5 separate regions of the Mus musculus genome follow, and all the other regions are linked to region 2. Evidence: chromatin contacts called from public promoter capture Hi-C data. All regions are on one chromosome and are shown on one strand. The core of a region is the stretch at or near the end of the contact, and the rest is flanking DNA. Distances in the headings are between cores, read along the strand shown.

Region 1 (3,598 bases), core at 126-2,625, 2.2 Mb after region 2:
AACCGCACCAACTGGGTCTCAAGTGTTCAAATGGCAGAGACTAGGGCAGGCATCTCATGCAGACTGCAGCCTTAACTGTACTCGTCAAGTAACCACAGACCATGGACATTGAGACATTGGAACTTCTAGGACCATTATTTTCCCCGTACACACATAATAATTTACATAGTTATCTATATCACCATATTTAGTATTGACTTACAGTTTATTCATTTTTGGTGTTCCAGAGATGGCCCCATATGGCTGAAGATGATCTTGAATTTCCAACCCTCCTGCCTAAACCCCAAGTGCTGGATTATAATAAGTGTGCCCCATACCCCTAGATGTATCCAGTGCTGGAAATCAAACTCGGGGTTTCTTACTTACTGGGTGAGCACTCCTCCATGAGGGAATGCGGTGTTTTAATTTTCTTCTGCTTTATGCAAATTGAGTATTATACATCTTTTTTTTTTCCCCAAATTGGTAGGACAGTCTTAGGGTCAAGCTTATAAATGGTGTATGTGTGTGTGTTTAAGCCAGGGGGTCAATATCAGGTTTCTTTCTTAGGTGCCACCTACCACGTTTTCTGAGACAGAGGCATATCAAACACAGCAGCAAATGGGATTTGTTTAAAAAACTATTTCAGAGCAAAGCAAACCGGAGGTGAAGCCTATCCGGTGCAGAACTTCAAGTCTCACTCCTTAGAAGGCACAGACACAAGACTAGAAGTTTGTTTCACAACCCGTCAGTGGGATCTTTCTAGTTAAAAATTATTTATTTAGTGGTGTTAGGGATTTAACCTAAGGCTTCATGAAGGCAAGGCAAGCATGCTATTAGCTGAGCTACACCTCCAACCCCAAAATCAGATTTTTAAATTTAATTATGAGTGTGTGTGTGCGCGCGCGCGCATAGGGAGTGCAGTGCCATAGAGATCAGAAAAGACCTGCAGATCTCCCTGGAGTTGAGTTTGAGGCAGTTTCGAACCGCCCAGCTCGGTTCTGAAAACCAAACCCAGATCGTCTGCGGGAGCAGTACACAGTCTTAACCAACACACACTCTTAAGCGCTGAGCCAGCCCCCTCCCAGGCTCGCCTATGGTGTTTGTAATACAGCGAAGAACAAAGATTATTGTTCCGTGTGTCCCCCTGTCCGCTGCCCCGCACAATGAACAGGGGAGACCAGGCTAGTTGCAGCCTCGGGTCTGGTTTCCCTCTAATGCCTAATGCCCGGGCCTCCGAAGCCCGGCCTGGGTGCAGGGCGGAGTCGGAGTTTAACGCAGAAGCCATTTAAATGTCCCTCATTGGACTTGGCCCGGCGGTCAGGGCGGGAGCCGTACCACTGAGACGGGAGCCTAGAGCGGTCGCCCCCGCCTCCACTCCTCTCCACTCCTCCCCGCCGCCTCTATCCCGGAAGTTGCTGAGGGGCGCTCGAAAGCGAGCAGTTCGTCTCGGCGACCTGGAGCGGCCGCGCTTGCGGAGCCGTCACCATGCCCGTAAGTTTTTGACTTTGGGCTCGGGCTTGCTTTCCTTCAGGCTTTCTGTTAGTCTGGCGCCTCGGCAGGCGGCTAAGCCCGCGGCGTCTCTTGCTCCTGCGGGCCGAGGCATGGCGGGCTTGTTGAGACTTGTCCGGGCGACACGGCGCGGCATGGCGTGGCGGGCCCTGTCCGGGCTCGCGTGAGTGGCCAGCCCGTGGGGTGCAGCTCCCAGCTCACCATGGGCTTCAGGGTCACTAACGGGCCTCGCAGCTTCCGACACGTTCACTCCACCCCGGGCGAGCATGCCGCAGCCCTGTGCTGGCCATTGGATGTGGAGCCCCGGGGCTGAGGTCATCCCGGCCTTGTTCTGATCTGCTGCGCTGCGGCTTCGGGGAGGCCCGAGCCAGACGCTGGTTTTTACTTAGCTTTGATGGCTACCCAGCCAAACGACAAAGGGGTTCTCTCTCCCATATGCTGCCCGAGCGCTGTAAAGTGCCAGGAAAGGACTGGCAACGTGTGGGTGAAAGTGGTCCTATCTTGAAAAGTTAGGGTCTTAAGTACCCCCTCTGCGGAGTGTGCCTGTTGCTCCTGCTTTGCGTTCCTCGTGTGATTCGGGCTGCCACCCGTGTACTGTGACTCCAGTAGTAACAATATGTTTCCTTCCACAGCTGGCTAGAGATCTGTTACACCCTTCCTTGGAGGAGGAGAAGAAAAAACATAAGAAGAAACGGCTGGTTCAGAGCCCAAATTCTTACTTCATGGATGTGAAATGTCCAGGTATAAAATTTCAAATTTCCCTGTCCTAAAGGACGTTTCAGGAAAGATTCACACTTTAATAAGTCAGGATCCACTGTTGACTAGAAATGACATTACAGAATTGTCATAAGGGTCATTTTAAAGAAACATACTCAAACCTTTGTAGAAACATATGGGAGCCAGGTAAAGGATACGTTGACTTAAGTCTTTAACTTAAGATGATCATTAAGATGATGAATTTTCTTTTTTGCAATGCAAATAAAATATATGTTGATTCTTCATTCTCAAACTGCTGTCTGATGTGTTTGCTATACCATATGTGTCTGTTTAGTACTTAACATGTGGAAATGGAAACAGAATTTAAGAGTAAAACACTACACTGAAGCTATAACTTGAAACAGATGACATGTCTGTTACATGCTGAAATGTTAACGGTTCTGGAATACTAAATTTAATGTTTCACCTTAAAAAAAACAAGTGACTTCTAGAATAATTATTGTTTACAGAATTTACAGGAAATTCTGTTAAACTTAAGTTCTGTTAAAACATCACTTAATATATAAATGACAAGTACTTTACATGCTATCAAGAAAAATGAAGAGCTGGGGCTGTGTTTTCATCTGCTTTTCAAGTTTTTAATGTATGGTTCCCCTTCCTTCCCTTTCTAGGTTGCTACAAGATTACTACAGTTTTCAGCCATGCACAGACTGTGGTTCTTTGTGTGGGTTGTTCAACTGTGTTGTGCCAGCCCACAGGAGGAAAAGCCAGGCTCACAGAAGGTATGGCTTTTTTTTTTTTTTTTTTTTTTTTTTTTTGGTTTTTAGAGACAGGGTTTCTCTGTGTAGCCCTGGCTGTCCTGGAACTCACTCTGTAGACCAGGCTGGCCTCGAACTCAGAAATCCGCCTGCCTCTGCCTCCCCAGTGCTGGGATTAAAGGTGTGCGCCACCACTGCCTGGCTGGTATGGCATTTTTAAACCTGGTAATGAGATTTTAAATGTTTTATTGTGGGCTCTTTAAAGAGTCCCCAGTTCGGGGTTAGGGAGATGGCTCCAAGGTTAAGAGCACTGACTCCTCTTTGAAAGGACTTGAGTTCAATTCCCTGTACCCACAGCTCACAACTATCTCTAATTCTGGTTCCCAGGATTCAGCACATAGACATACATGCCATACATATGAAATAAAAATAAATTTAAAAACAATAAAACTTTTAAAAATATAATGATAAAAAGAATCCCCAGTTCAAGTGGCTAACTTTATACTTATGATACTGCCATTATTTTTTTCTAACTTTAGAATACTTAAAATCTTACAGATTTATTCACCTGCATGCTTAACTTAGATTAAAATAAAATTAAGTCAGAATGGAAGCAACTATAACTGCCTACACAA
Region 2 (3,941 bases), core at 238-2,737:
CAAAGCCAGGAACACTCACCATGCTTAACACTCTTGAAACTCCACCCTCCCCAGAAAAGCTTTAAAAGCAAGGGCTTCTTCCTCACTGGCAATGATCTTTGTTCAACAAATTACTGATGGCTGCCCTTCTAATTCAGGAGCAGAGCAAGGCTACGAAAGTGAGAGCGCATTCATGAACAAAAAAAGCGTTCACTGTACTCTCTCGTCACTGAGAACTGTATCCTTTCACTTCAGCTTCTTCGCGGACTCAACCCATAAGCAAGTCTCTATTTACATTCTTCCCTGTTCTGTCCACCGGCTCCACATTTCCCCCCATCCTGTAATAAATTCTTGATTTCACTAAAAGGGCACGCTAGCACTATAACCCTCTCTCACTGTTTGGGAAAGGTATGTGACCAACCAGGGTTCTTCCCTTCCTGTCGGATCCTCCCAGTATTGCAGCAGGAAGCAACCAGTCCACAGTGATAAGCTCGCTAGTATTTGTGCAGCGCACAACCTTTCCTGTTCGGGAACTGGGCCTTCAGGTCTGGCAGGGATAACAGCCACCACCCATCCGCAGCCCCTTCTCGAAAGCCAAGTAAAAGGAGTTATCCCGGTCTGGTTGTAGCTAGGCAGGGACAGAGATGAAAAGGGGGGGAAAAAAAAAAAAAAAGAAAAACGCGAGGTGGGAAGTCATCTGCTTGCCTGGACACTGCGACAAGTGCATGAACGCCAGGAGTGATGGACAGCCCCTCTTGCCCTCCCCTTCTCTCCCTCCCACCAGCCAGGTCGCTCCGGAGTGCTAAACATTAGTTGCCCGTCTGTGGGGAGGGAGGGGACAGTCCGCGGGTACTGACCTCGAGGTCTGCGGGGATGGGGGTGGGGGCCCGGGGACGGGCGAATCTGGCCGAAGCCCAGGAAAAGGCTCACGAGGAGGGAAGGGAAGAAAAGGGAAACGAACAGAAAAGAGAAAAAGCAACACCCCCGCCCCCCGAGCCAGTGGGTGTCCCGATATGGGTGCTCAGCCCAGGCAGGGGCCTGTCAGAGGGGGGACGTGAGACGAGCAGCAGCATCCAAGAGGAGGGGCTCGAGACGCCCAGGGAAGGAACTGCACGGCCGTGAGGGACGCAGCCATCGGGGAGGACATACAGAGAGGGGCGCCGCGGCTCGTCAGGCCTCCCAAGGGCGCGGGAACCCGGACGAGCGGCGGGACCCCCGACGGGGCGGCAGGAAGGAAGCGCCGAGGCGGACTCCGACCAGGGCAGGGCTGGCCCTGCGCGGGTCCCCCGGGAGTGTCTCGGGCCCCAAATGGGCTCTCGCTGGCCCACGGCCTCACCTTTAAAGAGGTAGTCGTACTCGTCGTCGCGGGTGCCCATGGCGCGGCCGAGGAGCTGAGGGGCGGGAGCGGCGGTGGCAACGGCGGCGGGACCAGGGGGCGTCGCTGCAGGGGTAACCCGAGCGAGCGAGGAGCTTCAGCTGCCGGACCCGGTGACGAGCCCCGCCCTGTATGCGTCACTTCCGGAAGGCCCCAGCCCCTCGCAGAAAGTACTTCCGGAGAGATGGCACCCCGCCCATAAGCTAGGCAGGGTGGAATGCGCAGGAGTGGACACCACATTCTCACCCGGCTTTGGGAAGGCATACAGGAAAAACAATCCTAAAATGGTCCTTGGAGCCTTTGGCTTGTTCTTCTCCCCAATCATTCAGAGAAGCGAAGTGTAAATCTTTTAGTATCTGGCTTCCGGTTGGGGGCGGAGTTTTGTCAGCATTAGAGACCCGAAGGCACTGCTGCCTCCGTGCTGGTTCCATGGTGTAATGGTTAGCACTCTGGACTCTGAATCCAGCGATCCGAGTTCAAATCTCGGTGGAACCTGCTCCCTTTTCTTCATACTTTTAACTCATATTGATTGTATTCTTTAGCTCATATTGAATAATAGAATAACCTTGTTATATCTGCTCTTGGATTGAACCACAGGTAGCCTTTACCTATGAAGACTACACTAATCAATCTTGTCAATTCAGTAGTATCTGATCTTCATGGAGACCTATTGAACTCTTTGGTTTTTCTTAGCCTTGGAGAAAGTTTGTTACTTGATTCCTTTTGCTGGAATTTTATACCCTCAGCTTCAGTTAAGGATAGGCACTCCTCACCCACTCAATCTCTCCACAAATCTATTGCACTATCTCCAGATGTCATTAAGAGAACTTCGCCCACCCTTTCTCATAAAGATTCAAGATCTTGAGTCCTATTTTCTGGCCTTCGAGCTAAGCCCGATTAAATAAATTTTAACACAAGAAGAATGGCAATTCCCATGTTAGCAAATATCAGTGTTAAGACTCAAGAAATTTGCCACAGCATCTCCTAATAATTTTGTTCTTGTTGTTTGAGGTGGTTTCACTCCCCCTCTGTACCCCAGAATATAGCTCAGGCTGGCCCTGCTGTCCTCCTCTGCCCCTTCCCACCTCCACCTCCGTCCACACAGAGGCATAGTCATCTAATAATTCCTGGGAAACAGATGTTTGTCATTCAGCCTACAGATGGAATTCAAATTGCTAATCAACTGACCTTAAGCAGAGATGTTATTTTTTTATTATCTGAATAAGCTCAGGGTTGTCCTTAAGGTCTTTCCAAAGTTGGAAGGAGGATTGTCAGCAGGGACGAGATGTTCTTCCAGACAGCCACCAGCAAGTCTGAGGAGTTCCCTTATCTATTAGGGACCTGGATTCGGAGAAAAACTGATTCTTGACTTTGCTGCAGCAAAACATTTCAGGATGAACCAATATGTGAGACAATCAGACTTTATTAGAAGAGATTTTTAATATAGATTCTAAGCTATATACTTAAGAGGAAGTGAGGGTCTCAGAAAGAAAGGTGTGGCCAAGAACATGTCTGGGAGTGCCTCAGAGAGGACTAGAGTTTCTGAGGAATCCAAGATCACAGGGCGGCTCCTACTTGGTGAGTAGAAACTTAACTGATGGGGTAACATCCAAGGTCACAAAGAAAGGTTGCAGGGGAACCTGGGGTGTTTTTCCTGTAAGCAAAGCTCTAGCCTTGTTTATGAGATGGGGAAAAGGGTGGCCACACTTAACCATCAAGGCTTCGTCCTTAAGGATAGTTCATTGCTGTTTTAACACTCTCTCTGATACATGTCATGTTTTAAAGGCTGTCACTAGGCCAGGTGTGGTTACACATGCTTTAAATCCTACTTGGGAGGAAGAGGTAAATGCCTCTGTGAGTTCAAGGCCAGCCAGGGTTACAAAACAGGAAAAACATAGCACAAGAAAGGCCATCCCTACAGCTGGGGATGGCAGCACCTGTGGTCCCAGCACTCATGAAGTAGAGGCAGAAAGATTGCAAGTTCTAGGCCTGTCTGTGGAGATCCTGTCTCAGAGGTGGTATGTGCCTGTTCCTGATAGCTCAGCAGGTAAAGGCACCTGCCACCAGGCCTGAAGGGCTGAGTTCAATTCTAGAGACCTACAAAGGAGGAGAGACCTGACTCCTAATTGTTGCCCTCTGACTTCCACAACATATACACACATTAAATAAAGATATAGTTTTAAATTTTTTAAAGGAGGAAGCATTCTTACTTTCTCTTTCTTACTTTCTTTTTTACTTTCCCTTAATAAGTCTACATTCTCTCTACAATAACAGTAATAAAGAATGCCGTCTCCACATTGGCAACCTTCACAGCAAATGTTAATTGCATTGGGATTGTTCATTATTGGCTAGAGAGAGAGTTCAATCAGACTCTAGAGTGGTGGCCCTTCTGCCTCATAACTGTCCAGTTCTATCTTGTCTCAGGAGCCTTGTGTAGGAGCACATGGATGCAATTGCAGTCCTTGAGAGATGGCAGGATCAGGAGTTCAAGGTCACCTGGCTACTGGAGACCCTATTTGGGGGGGTGGGGGAGGGGAGATCATATGATATGGTGAAAATCAGTCCCTGGCGGCTCTGAAGATGGAGG
Region 3 (3,721 bases), core at 1,030-3,529, 2.1 Mb after region 2:
AAACAAACAAAACCCTATAGTAGGGCCAAGGGTATAGGTCAGTGGCAGAGCTCTCCTCTAGCTTCCACAAAGACTCTGGTGTGGAGGGCATGGGGGTAGGGAGATAAAGCAAGCAAGCAAACTCACAAAAACCCTGTAGCTGTGATTATCTTAGCTTTTTATGACAAAATAGTTACTGTATCAATGTTATATAAAAACTGAATAAGGTTGCAAAATTTTCAATCCAAGCTTTAAACTATCCATATATTTCAGGTATCATACAGCAATTTTAGACAACACAGCAGTTACAGAAGATAAGTGTTAGGCAATGACAGTTGTGTTCTAGGTAAATAAATAAATGCATAAATAAAGCATAGCATAAGAAATCAATTTAAATACTTACATCCTAACCCCAAAAAGAGAGCTCATGGCTTGGTTTTTTGTTAAATGTATCTTTCATTTGCAGACTTGAAACTATAGAAAATATTTTTAAGTGAGCCTTTGTTTCCCACTAACAGTTAAAATAATGGAAGGCATAATTTCCATAAGAATAATTTATTTGAGGTGGTAGGAGGGAAGCATGAAGTTCAAGTGGAAAGGCTCTTTATTGTTTCAGTAATTATTTCCCTGGGTTATTTTTCTTCAATAGTGGATTTCTTTTTGTTCATTCATATCTTGCCTGTTTCCTCTCATTATAAATTCTACCAGGCCAGAGCTTCTGTCTCTTAACCCACCTTTGTACCTCAGCTTCTACAAAGTGTCTGGCATTGGGAAATTTTTGAAGAAACACTTTTGGGAAGAATGAAGAGAGAAAGATAAGGAGGAGCAGGAGGGCAGGCAAACCGGATTGTAAATTTAAATATTCAATATTTTCAGGCTAAAATTGTAGCAATCACTAAATCGTAATTCAAGTCTAACTGGGAAAATAAAACAAACACTTAACTTACTTTAACAGCTTATAATATGCGAGCCTGAACAGCTCTTGGATACAGACAGAGAGCAACACTCCGAAGATGAGCAGGTAATTCTGTACTGGTCCATCTCTGTTGTCAGTAATGACTCTCACTAGGAACCAAAAAACGGATGACAGCAGGAGAGACACCAACCAGAAGAAAGCACTGGAACGTAGAAGGAAAAAAAAAATCACAAGTTAACAGAAGCACAGGCTTAATAATGACTTTAAATCAAACCTGCTTGAGCTACAAATCATTTTTAGTAAACAATCCTCACAAAGTGATGTTTTAGATCAGAATTTTTTTTTTCTCCTAGTGAGACAAATAGTCCAAGAGGAACGTCAGATGTGCTTAACAAGAACGATTCAGTGACCCTGTCGCGTGCACGCTAGGGCACTATCTGTCAAGGACTAAGAGGCACTTGGTTGCTGACTATTTTTCCTAAGAGATGCTTTGTGTGCTATAGAAATATACAACCAGTGACAGTTGCAAATTTCATATCCTCAAAATTCACCAGAAAATATAAGTTTAATGGTTAGATATTGTCAAGTGTCTTTTTCTAAAAGAAAATGAATACCTAACGCCTGCATTAATATAATGGAAAGTTCAGAAGCTGCAAACTTCGGGCAGGTGCAGCGAGACCAAGACCACGTTCACCAGCAGAGTTCCGGTATTTACCAAGCTCCCAGGAGGACATGCCGCCTGGTCAGTTGTTACTGTGTTTTCTCGAACTTTCCTCCTTGACTGCACCCAAACCATTACCCAGGAGTCTACAAAGAAAATCTGAGCCTGAATAGTCTGCACAGACATTCTGAGTCCGAGGATTGATGTGAGGGTGGGGGGCAGGGAATAAACATCTGATCTCCAGGTGACTTTAATGGCAGAGAGTAGTGATAACGACTCTTCGATGCTGCTCAGCACTGAGGGAAATGAGAGATTCCTACAGAAAGACAAAGGCTTCATGCAGGAATCTATCTGCTTGTTCCCACACTCAGCCAACAGAAGCCAAGGGGCGCCTGCTTAGCCTACGGGCCTGCTCTTCTCAGACCCTCCCAGGAACAGTTCCAGCCCTGGACCGCACCACAAGCTGGAGCCCCTGGGAGATGGGGATCCCGGGGTCGTGGGAACCCAGGAGAGGGAGGGAACCCGCGGCGTCCGGGACACAGCGCAGCCTCACCCGGCGATGAGGAAGATGACTCGCAAAGGGTCGGTGGCGATGGTGAAGACATAAAGAGCGAGCGCGGGCCCGAAGGCGATGAAGGCGCAACCAAAGAACACCGCAGCCGTCATGACGACCTCGGGAGCCAGTCGCGGGGGCCCGAGGGCCCTGCAGTGCCCAATGGACAGCGGGTCCTGGATACGGGGCGGGGCTGGGTGGCGAGGCTCCGGTGCTCCGTCAGAGCAGTGGACGAGGCGGAGCCCGTGAGGCGGGGTCTGGAGATGCCGAGGGCGGGACGGGGCTCGAGAGGCGGAGCCTTCGGTGCCCTAGTCAAAGAGGCAACAGGAGGGAGCTTCGGGAGGCCAGGCCTGGAAGAGTTCCATAGCCTATCAGAGTGGACGGCAGAGCGAGGGTTGGCATGCAGGACCTCGAGGTCCTCTAGTCACACGGGACAAGGCAGGGTTCGGGAGTTGGGGCCTGAGCTGCTCCTTGGCCTGTAAAAGCGGGTTGCTGGGCGGAGCTCGGCAGGGGACTCGAGGTGCTCCGAGGGCAGAGGAGGGGCGTGGCTTCGGAGCACAGATCCTGTCAGAACAGGGAACGGAGGTCGGAAGGCGGAGAGCCTGGAGGAGTCCCACGCCCAGTCAAACCGGAGCCAGGTCGGAGCCTGGGAGGCGGGGCTTTGAGTCGCTCCCAGACCTGTCAGCGCCTGCAGAGCGAGCTCAGAGCGCCGCCCTACTCCAGCCAGAGCAAGCTCAGAGTGCCGCCCTACTCCAGCCAAAGCGAGCCGAAGTTCTGGAGACCTGGTAATGTAGTGGGCGGGGCTCCGAGGTGTTATAAGTGTAGTCAGAGTCAGCCGCTCCAGACATTAGGCCTAGGGTTTGTCCCTGCTCAGTTACTGATGGAGTTTTGTTCATCACCTTGAGCCCCACTGTTCCTAGGCTTAGCTTTTATACCTGGATTACATGCTGATGGAGAAAGAATATAGAGGTGAAAGCTGTAATACTTGACATATATATTACAAAACCTGATGCATAGAGAAATGCCAGAATCCATGTAAAAAACACATAGAATTCTTCCCACCCAGAGAGCAGCCTTTCCCGGTCACATATCAGTAGGGCTATGAAGGGTTATGCCAGATGAAGAGGTTTCTGGTCATCACAAACCAGAGAAAATTCCAGAGCAACCAGCAGAATCTTCATCTTCCTAGTTCTTGTCTTCCCTCATCTCCAGAAGTTAGAAGTGGGTCAGTTGTTAGAAATAAACTGACTTGACTTCACTCTTTAATTAGGTTCACTCTAATAAGGTTCTTTTAGCCCGATGAGTGGAAAACTAATTATTGTTCTTTAAGAGACCTTGGTGAAATGTTTACGGTCCTAGGTGTTAGGGATAGTGTGTTTGATCTTGTGTCATTTATGAGTGGGTTTGCTTTTAAATGAAGCTTAGGTTGAACTGGATGAACCTAGTACATAGACGGGCAGAGTCCACATGCAGCATTGCTAGGACAACAACATTTTTCTATTCTCCTATGCCTTGTTCCTATCTACTTATTAACACCAAGTATGCTGAAGTTACTTTTATTAATATAATATTTTCAATAATTTGAACATATATACAATGTATTTTGGTCATA
Region 4 (3,489 bases), core at 679-3,178, 2.1 Mb after region 2:
GCTTCACTATACTCTGTGGATGTCAAGGAACTCACTTTGTAAACCAGACTGGCCTCAAACTCACAGATCTCTGCCTGCCTCTGGGGATTAAGGTGTGCACCACCAGAGCTTCTGTTTTACCTTTGCACCTCCAGTTCTGACAAAGTATCTGGGAAAATTCTCAAGAAACACTTTTGGGAGGAAGGAGAAGGAGGGAAAGGCAAGGGAGCAGGGGAGCAGGGGAGCAGGGGAGCAGGAGGGTGGGAGGGCGGGCGGGCGGACAGGCAGGCAGGCAGGCAAGCCAGGTCATAAATTTAAATACAATTTTCAGGCTAGAAATGTAACAACCACCAAATCATAATTCAAGTCTAACTGGGAAAATAAAACAAACATTTAACTTACTTTAACAGCTTATAATATGCGAGCCTGAACAGCTCTTGGATACAGACAGAGAGCAACGCTCCGAAGATGAGCAGATAATTCTGTACTGATTCATCTCTGTTGTTAGTAATGACTCTCACTAGGAACCAAAACATGGACGAAAGCAGGAGAGACACCAACCAGAAGAAAGCACTGGAACGTAGAAGACAAAAGTCACGAGTTAACAGAAGCACAGGAAACAAATATCTTGATCTTTTTTAGGAAAGAACCCCTTCACATGGTATTCCGAATCAGCATTTGCTAATCAATGGTCCATTTTCCTCCTAGTGAAAAAACAGTCCAAGAGGAACGTCAGATGCCCTCAACAAGGACGATTCAGTGACCCTGTCTGTGTACACCAGAACACTATCTGCCAAGGACTGGCAACGAGGAAGTTGGTTACTGCTTTGCCTCATTGGTGTGCCATAGAAACATATAACCAGTGGCTGTTACAATTTTCATATCCTAGAAAATGTGAATTTAATGGCTTAGCTGTCTGTAAAGATAAGTATCTTTTCTGAAGGAAAACAAACACCTACACCTGTATTTATTGTGTGCACCATGGAAAACTCAGAAGTTGAAAACCCATGCTGTGGTCTAGTTGTTTTCCAGGCCCGGTTCTTACAACCTTCCTGTGGACTTTAAGGACACAGCAAGCTTGACGTTCAACAGACTCTATTGATTTTTAATGCCAACAGCGAAGGAGCACTATTTATTACAGGAAAAAAGAACGCAGAGAGGCTGGAGTTCCTGGCTAGCCAGTGAGTTGCCTGGGTGCCAAGTCTCAGAAACTCAGTCTCAGCAGGTGCAAAGGGATCAAGACCGCAGTCACCAGCAGAGTTAGATATTTACCAAGTTCTCAGCAAGACTGGTCAGGTGTTGCAGCGGTTTTCTCAGGCTTTCACCATTGGCTGCACCCCAACCATTACCCAGGGGCCTACAAGAAAAATCTGAGCCCAAATTCCTCACAGGCATTCTGAGTCCAAGAACGGGGGTTGAGGAGGTGGACAACTGATCCCCAGGTGTCTTTAATGGCAGAGAGTGAGAACAGCTCTTCGATGCCGCTGAGCACTGAGTGAAATGAGAAATTCCTACGGAAAGACTAAGGCTCCATACACGAATGTATCCACTTATTCCCATCTTCCACAGAAGCCAAGACCCGCAGGACTCGCCTGCTCAGCCTGAACCCCCTCCCCCCAGTCTTGGACAGTCCCACAAGCTGGGAGCCACTGGGAGATGGGGATCCCGGGGTCGTGGAAACCCAGGAGAGGGAGGGACCCGCGGTGTCCGGGACTCGGCTCAACCTCACCCAGCGATGAGGAAAATGACGCGCAAAGGGTCGGTGGCGATGGTGAAGAGGTAGAGTGCGAACGCGGGCCCGAAGGCGATGAAGGCGCAACCGAAGAACACAGGCAGCGTCATGGTACCCACAGAAGCCAGTCCCGGGGGACCTGAGTGGATCCGAGGTGACTGGGACGATTTCTTAGCGGAATGCGGGGCGGGGCAGGCCTGCCAGGTACTCCGGGCTCGATCAGAGAAGGGGGCGGAGCAAAGCCCGGGAGGCGGGGCCTCGAGGTGCTCCAAGGCTTTTTTGAGCGGAGGGCGGGACGTACGAGAGGCGGTGCCTTAGGGGCGGTTTCTGGCCAATCAGAGCCTGGGGGCGGTGCAGGACACAGCCAGTCAGAGCAGAGGGCGGAGCGGCGCTCTAGATGAAGTGCCTTGAGATGCTCCGCGGCTTGTTTTTGCAGAGGGCGGGGTGGAGTCGAGGAGGCGGGTCCTCGAGCTGCTCCACAGCAAGGCAGGACTGGGCGGGGGCGGAGCTCGAAAAACAGAGCCTGTATCGCACAACGGTCAGTCGCAGAGGGGTGTCCAGGCGGATCTCGGGAGGTAGTTCCAGGAGGTGCTCCAGGCGCTGAGAGCGAATGGCGGTGCAGGATTCGGGAAGCTATTTCTTGAGAGGCTCAGAGTACTGTTAGAACCTGTGCAGCGGCATCGAGAAGCTGTCAGAGAGGCGGTTCCTCGAGGGGCTCCACGTGCTGTCAGAACCGGGGCGGCCTCTAGTGTCTCTGCGTGCGTACAGCGCAGGGGACAGGGCCTCGAGGGGCTTCACAAGCGGTCAGAGCGGAGGTGCAGCCTGGAAGGATTCGGTGTGCGGGCAGGCTGGGCAGCAACGCGGCCTCCTGGGACTCCACGTGCCGTCAGACTGCGGGGCGGGGCCTTGAGGGCTGGGCAGTTCTTCAGAGCACTCGGGGTGCTGAGAATGGAAAGGGGTCCTTCAAGGTTTCTTCTCTAGGTTTCTTGGGGCAATGAAAGTTGCCCGCCGAACTGGGCGGGCGCCTAGACCTCCGAGAGGCAAAGGGCTACACCAAGCCTCAGACTTGCCAGCGCTGCAGGTCCTTATTCCAAAGCGTGGCTCACTGAAGACTTAAAAGCTGTGCCCCAGCCCTCTTGCCTGTGGGTACACATTGTCCCTGGTGCTGGCCAACTGTAAGGTGGTCTAAGGGAGATTACCAGGCCACTTTTGTGCTGAAGGTCAATTGAAGTAAACAGCAGGACAGGGGCACGGTTCCTTTAAAGTAAGTATTTTTTCTGTGTCCGTGGTTGCAGGAATGTGGGGCTCCCATCCTATGTAAAAATCCAACTGGGCTGGTATGACCCAGGTGAATCATCCCCTATGGAAAAGGAATAATGAAATACTGACGAGTTGTTCTGACAAGTTGGTTTCTGTGCCACTAACAGCCCTGATCTCCAAAAACTTAAAAAATTTTAAAGGCATTCTCTAATCATATCTGAATTTAAATTTCAGGACAAACAACCACAGCTATGTTAAGAATGCTACAAGGTTAATATTGACTAATTACATTCATGTTTGTGGAGAATTGAAACGCTGTAGATACAGAGCCAATATCTTGGGCTATCTAGCCTCTTTAACAGCTATTCATTCCCACCTCTGCATCTGCTCTAATGCCCTTGTGACTATCACGTGACAGGTTTTTTCCTTCATATTTACTACTAGCCTCCACAAACCCCAAAGCTAAGAATGTCATCGGATTGCAGCATCTGACACCTGTAGCAGAGATTTCCCTGCTC
Region 5 (3,943 bases), core at 98-2,597, 2.4 Mb before region 2:
ACAATACAATTGAAACATTCCAGATATACAGCCTTTGTAAAAATTAACAAAAATCTAAGGATAAGAAATGTCAAATGAACAACGTAAAGAAATTACATATTTACCCAGACGAAATGGTTTTATTTTGTACTTCCAGCTACTTAGAATAAACATTTATCAGCTTTCAAATCCATTTGTTTGATCTAAAAGAACTAACTAAATAAAATACTTAGTTCTAATGTCTCAAAAAAAGAATTACTTTGGGGGTGTTTGCAGAAGCGTGTAGATGAAGACACATAGGAAAAGACACTATGATAAAGTTGTGTGAATAAAATTAAACATGTATCCCGTAATTTGTTCACAGCCGGACATCCACATAGTACCATGAGGTCCGAGGGCTGCCCATAGGAAGCTGGTAACCCAATGGGAACCAGGGCTGTAAAGGTTTCTTAAAAAACGTAACGTGGTCGAACAAAAACAAAACCCAAAGCAACTGTAAGACCTGGCGTAAGTGCCCCCAGTTAGCGACTCTTTGGCAATGCAGATCCAACCAAACGATTAGAATGAAACGTGCAACGCTCTCTCTCAAAAAATCCTATAAAGCCCGTCAATTATGTTCGGCTCTGAGAATCGGCAGTTCCCAGCACCTTCCTTTTCCACTTTTTAATATTTTATACAGTTCTCCATCTGCGGCCTTTCCATTCATTAATTGCCCTATACAAGATCCCCCCGATGACTCTCGGGGAATTGCTTCTTTTAAGACAGGGCATCAGATTGCCAAGCCTCTGGGGTCGAGATCGCGCCCTCGCTCCTTTGGATGTGGGAGCGTCATGCACTTAAGACTTGATTATTTAATTGCGGAGATGGGAGCAGACCGGTCGGAGGGGTTGTGCCAAGTGGGCATCCCGGGGTGTGTGTGTGTGTGGTGGGATTTGTCCTTCGTGCGCTCCAAAAATGCGCGCCCTCCTTGGGCCTGCCTTGTGCCCGCGCGCCCCAGGCCTCGTCCGCCCGCCCAGCACCCAGAGGATGCCCCCGCAAGGACCCCGCCCCTCCCGTGTCCACGCACCTGCGGCCCCGCCCCCGGCCACGAACCTTCAGGTCCACGCACCTGCCCTGCCTTCCCTCCCGCCCCCAGCGCGCAACCACCAAGGTGCAGCCGCGCTCCTCTTCGGCGGCCCCGGTATCTAAAGGGGTCCGTCTCCGGCACCACAGCCAAATGGCTGAGCCTCCCTGGCCCGCTGCGCAGGATGCCCATTGGACCCTGCCCCCCGCCGCCACCACCACTATTGGCTGGCGTCCGAAGCCTCGCCATTTGATTGGCTCTTGTTGCCGCCGCTCCACGCAAGGAGCCGCAGGTCCCGCCTCTACGGCGATCAGGTTAGTGTGCGCCGCGGGTGCTGGGGGCTCGAGAACCGAGCGGAGCTGGTTGAGCCTTCAAAGTCCTAAAACGCGCGGCCGTGGGTTCGGGGTTTATTGATTGAATTCCGCTGGCGCAGGATCCTCTGCAGAAAGAGAGAGCGCGAGAGATGGAGATGGACAAACGGATTTATTTAGAGCTGCGGAACAGGACGCCCTCTGATGTGAGCATTTGCCAAAAATATCTCTGTCGGTCCATTCTCCTACTTTGTGTTATGTGTGCGTGTGTGTTTTGGGGGGAAGGCACTTTTTTATGGAGGGGGGCTCCGGGGAAGGTGTGGGGTTTGGGGTCTGACTGCAAATGAATTGCAAGGTTGGATGGCGGGGGTGGGGGGGGTTGCAATGCCACCGGAGCATGTTTCGTCCGCCGTCGCTGCTGCCCTTGGTGTGTGACTGACTACCTGTGCGTGTGCTCCCGCGTGTGCGGGTATGGGTGCGAGGGTGTGCGTGCGAGTGTGCACCCAGCGGGGGGCCGGCGGGGCGCACGCGTTCGGGTCGGAGGGAAGGCGGCAATTTCACCCTCGTCCGAGCTCTCAGCTCCCACGACTTGCATCTGGATGGAAAAGATGATCGAGGGGAGGAGAAGATGGGCTGCCTCCTGGATTAAACAACAAAAAGGGGTTGTTATATTTTAGAAGCGTAACCCCCTTTCCGCCCCCTCCCGCGCCTGCCCCCTCCCTTTGCAGTCTCTTTCGCTCGCTCGCACACAATAAGTTTTGGGCTTCGCGAGTCCGGTATAGTTTCTGATCAATGTAGCCCGAGGACCCCGGGGAGAGCGCGTGGGGACCCGACTGCTGCGGAGTTGGGAGATGGCTCGAGTTTAAAGCGCGTCTTCGTTTCTCTGCGGGGATGAGGCGAGAGGTGGGGAGCCATATTTGTAACTTTGTCGTGTTCGTGAACGCGCCCTTTCTCTCCCTCCCTCCCTTTCTCTGTCTGCCTTCCTTCTCCTTTCTCTCTCACTCTTTCCACCCCACCTTTGGGCCAGATGCTGTCTTTTCTCCCTTCTTCCTCGCGGAAAGGGAGGGGGGGTACCTTAGGTTAAGGGGGAGGGATTGTGAAGTGTGCAAATGCTCAGATAATCCTCGCGCCTCCCCAACCACGAGCGTCGCTAATGTAAGTTGCCCGGAGGCTGCGTCCCGTTCTGGCCCCCGGCTCCCTCCCCAGATGCCAGCCTTGGCACCCTGACGCCTCATCGGCAGCAGACACCCCACCTTCCCGGTCCTTGCTTCTCCTGGGGTGGGCTCCCTGGCAGCCATTCGGCGCTTGGTTAATAAATGGGCACGAGAAACTTTATCAGAACCCGAGCTGCCCAGAGCTAGTGCCGCTGTGGGGACCGACCCAGTCTACATTCTTGCGGGCACGGCAGGCACGCAGCTCTGGGATGGGCAGTTCGTCTGGCCGTAGCCGTTATGGATTGGGCAGCGGCGGGAGTATGGCAGGAGGAAACTTACACCGGTGGGAACAGGGAGGCTGGGCGCGAGCCCACTGCAAGGGGAAGTGAGGGTTGGTGGGTGACTCGAAAGCTACTGTTTATTTTTGTCTCCCTCTCGCTTTCACGCACTCGTGTTGTCTGCGAGTTGACCCATTCGAGAGACCTTAGGGTCTGCGGTGGAAACCCTAGCCAACTTCCCCTCTAGGCTCGGTAGTAGGGAGCAGGAGCTCGCGGGCGGGAAAGATCTCGGGTCTAGCCTGAGGGTCTGGGGCTCGGGCGAGTTGGGGGCTCGCGTAGCACGTTGTGCTGACCTGTCGCCCCTCCAGCCACTTGACCCCTCGAATCCTGACAAAGGCAGGCCTCATTTCCTCTTTTCTCCTAATTCCTCCTTCTAAACCTGAGTAAGACTTTTGAAAACAAGCTCCTTTCTGCCGACCGCCCATCCTCACGCAGCTGTGCACTGGAGACGTGCTACAGCCTTATGGCGCGCAGGGCGGAAGGAGGGGGCACCCCTAGCACCAGGACTTGCCGCGGGGGCTGCCTGGTTCGCCCGGTGGCGTCCCGACCCAGCCAGGGTGCCCGATCCCGGGGGGTGGAAGGGACTGGGTGTGGTGCTGGGGGGAGGGGGCCGAACGCGACTTCCCGCGTACTTTCCCGGAAGACCCCTATATGTAGTTGGGGGGCTTCAGGGTCCCGGCGAGTAGGTGCGCAGCAGCGCCGGACCCGACCGAGCGGTCCACAGTACTAGCTGACCCGGAGCGAAACGGAAAGCGGGTCGAACCGGCTCTTTAAACTTCCCCGAGTGTGTGCGCTGGGGGAGGGGCGGGCGCTCTGGGCTGGGCGCGATTTCTCACGCTTCGCCCCCTCGCCGTGAGTCTGCTGCCCACTCGCCGGCCTCCGGGCTTATGGCGGGGTGGGGCGCGCGGGTGGCGGGGGAGGGGGCACTTGCTGCGCATGGGGGAGGGGAGGGCAGAAAGCTCTCGAAAGAGGGACAAAAGGGGTGGGGGAGGAGGAACTGGCTTTTTGTTGTTGTTTTGCTGGGTTTTTGCTTTTTTCAAATAAACGTTTTTGGAAAACAGATCGTTCCGGGGAACCTCCCTCCCCAGAGTCCCCCCC

The links. Promoter capture Hi-C pulls out the DNA fragments that hold promoters and counts their contacts.
Region 1: a contact with region 2 is called in a promoter capture Hi-C map of pre-B cells, with 2.3 times the contacts expected there. The contact joins the promoter of Rps27l here to the promoter of Rab11a in region 2. A contact is called at or near these places in 2 of 39 promoter capture datasets (neutrophils and pre-B cells).
Region 3: a promoter capture Hi-C map of erythroid cells shows a contact between it and region 2, with 30 times the contacts expected there. The contact joins the promoter of Aph1b here to the promoter of Rab11a in region 2. A contact is called at or near these places in 1 of 39 promoter capture datasets (erythroid cells) and 1 of 9 other capture datasets (liver).
Region 4: a contact with region 2 is called in a promoter capture Hi-C map of erythroid cells, with 13 times the contacts expected there. The contact joins the promoter of Aph1c here to the promoter of Rab11a in region 2. A contact is called at or near these places in 2 of 39 promoter capture datasets (erythroid cells and pre-B cells).
Region 5: a contact with region 2 is called in a promoter capture Hi-C map of erythroid cells, with 21 times the contacts expected there. The contact joins the promoter of Anp32a here to the promoter of Rab11a in region 2. A contact is called at or near these places in 2 of 39 promoter capture datasets (erythroid cells and pre-B cells).

What each region holds. Positions count from the first base shown.
Region 1 is chr9:66,944,711-66,948,308 of GRCm38.p6, forward strand. It overlaps Rps27l (ribosomal protein S27-like), which reads left to right and starts at 1,376. Exons shown (of 4, transcript NM_026467.5): 1 at 1,376-1,470; 2 at 2,121-2,229; 3 at 2,877-2,987. The coding sequence starts at 1,465.
Region 2 is chr9:64,736,269-64,740,209 of GRCm38.p6, forward strand. Rab11a (RAB11A, member RAS oncogene family) reads right to left here and starts at 1,488. Exons shown (of 5, transcript NM_017382.5): 1 at 1,316-1,488. The coding sequence starts at 1,355. n-TQctg9 (a tRNA gene) reads left to right here and starts at 1,778; the gene lies at 1,778-1,849.
Region 3 is chr9:66,793,144-66,796,864 of GRCm38.p6, forward strand. It overlaps Aph1b (aph1 homolog B, gamma secretase subunit), which reads right to left and starts at 2,280. Exons shown (of 6, transcript NM_177583.4): 1 at 2,110-2,280; 2 at 927-1,097. The coding sequence starts at 2,222.
Region 4 is chr9:66,832,778-66,836,266 of GRCm38.p6, forward strand. It overlaps Aph1c (aph1 homolog C, gamma secretase subunit), which reads right to left and starts at 1,929. Exons shown (of 6, transcript NM_026674.3): 1 at 1,709-1,929; 2 at 382-552. The coding sequence starts at 1,821.
Region 5 is chr9:62,339,996-62,343,938 of GRCm38.p6, forward strand. Anp32a (acidic (leucine-rich) nuclear phosphoprotein 32 family, member A) reads left to right here and starts at 1,348. Exons shown (of 7, transcript NM_009672.3): 1 at 1,348-1,559. The coding sequence starts at 1,506. Gm20346 (predicted gene, 20346) reads right to left here. Exons shown (of 2, transcript NM_001378702.1): 2 at 1,507-1,993. The coding sequence ends at 1,929.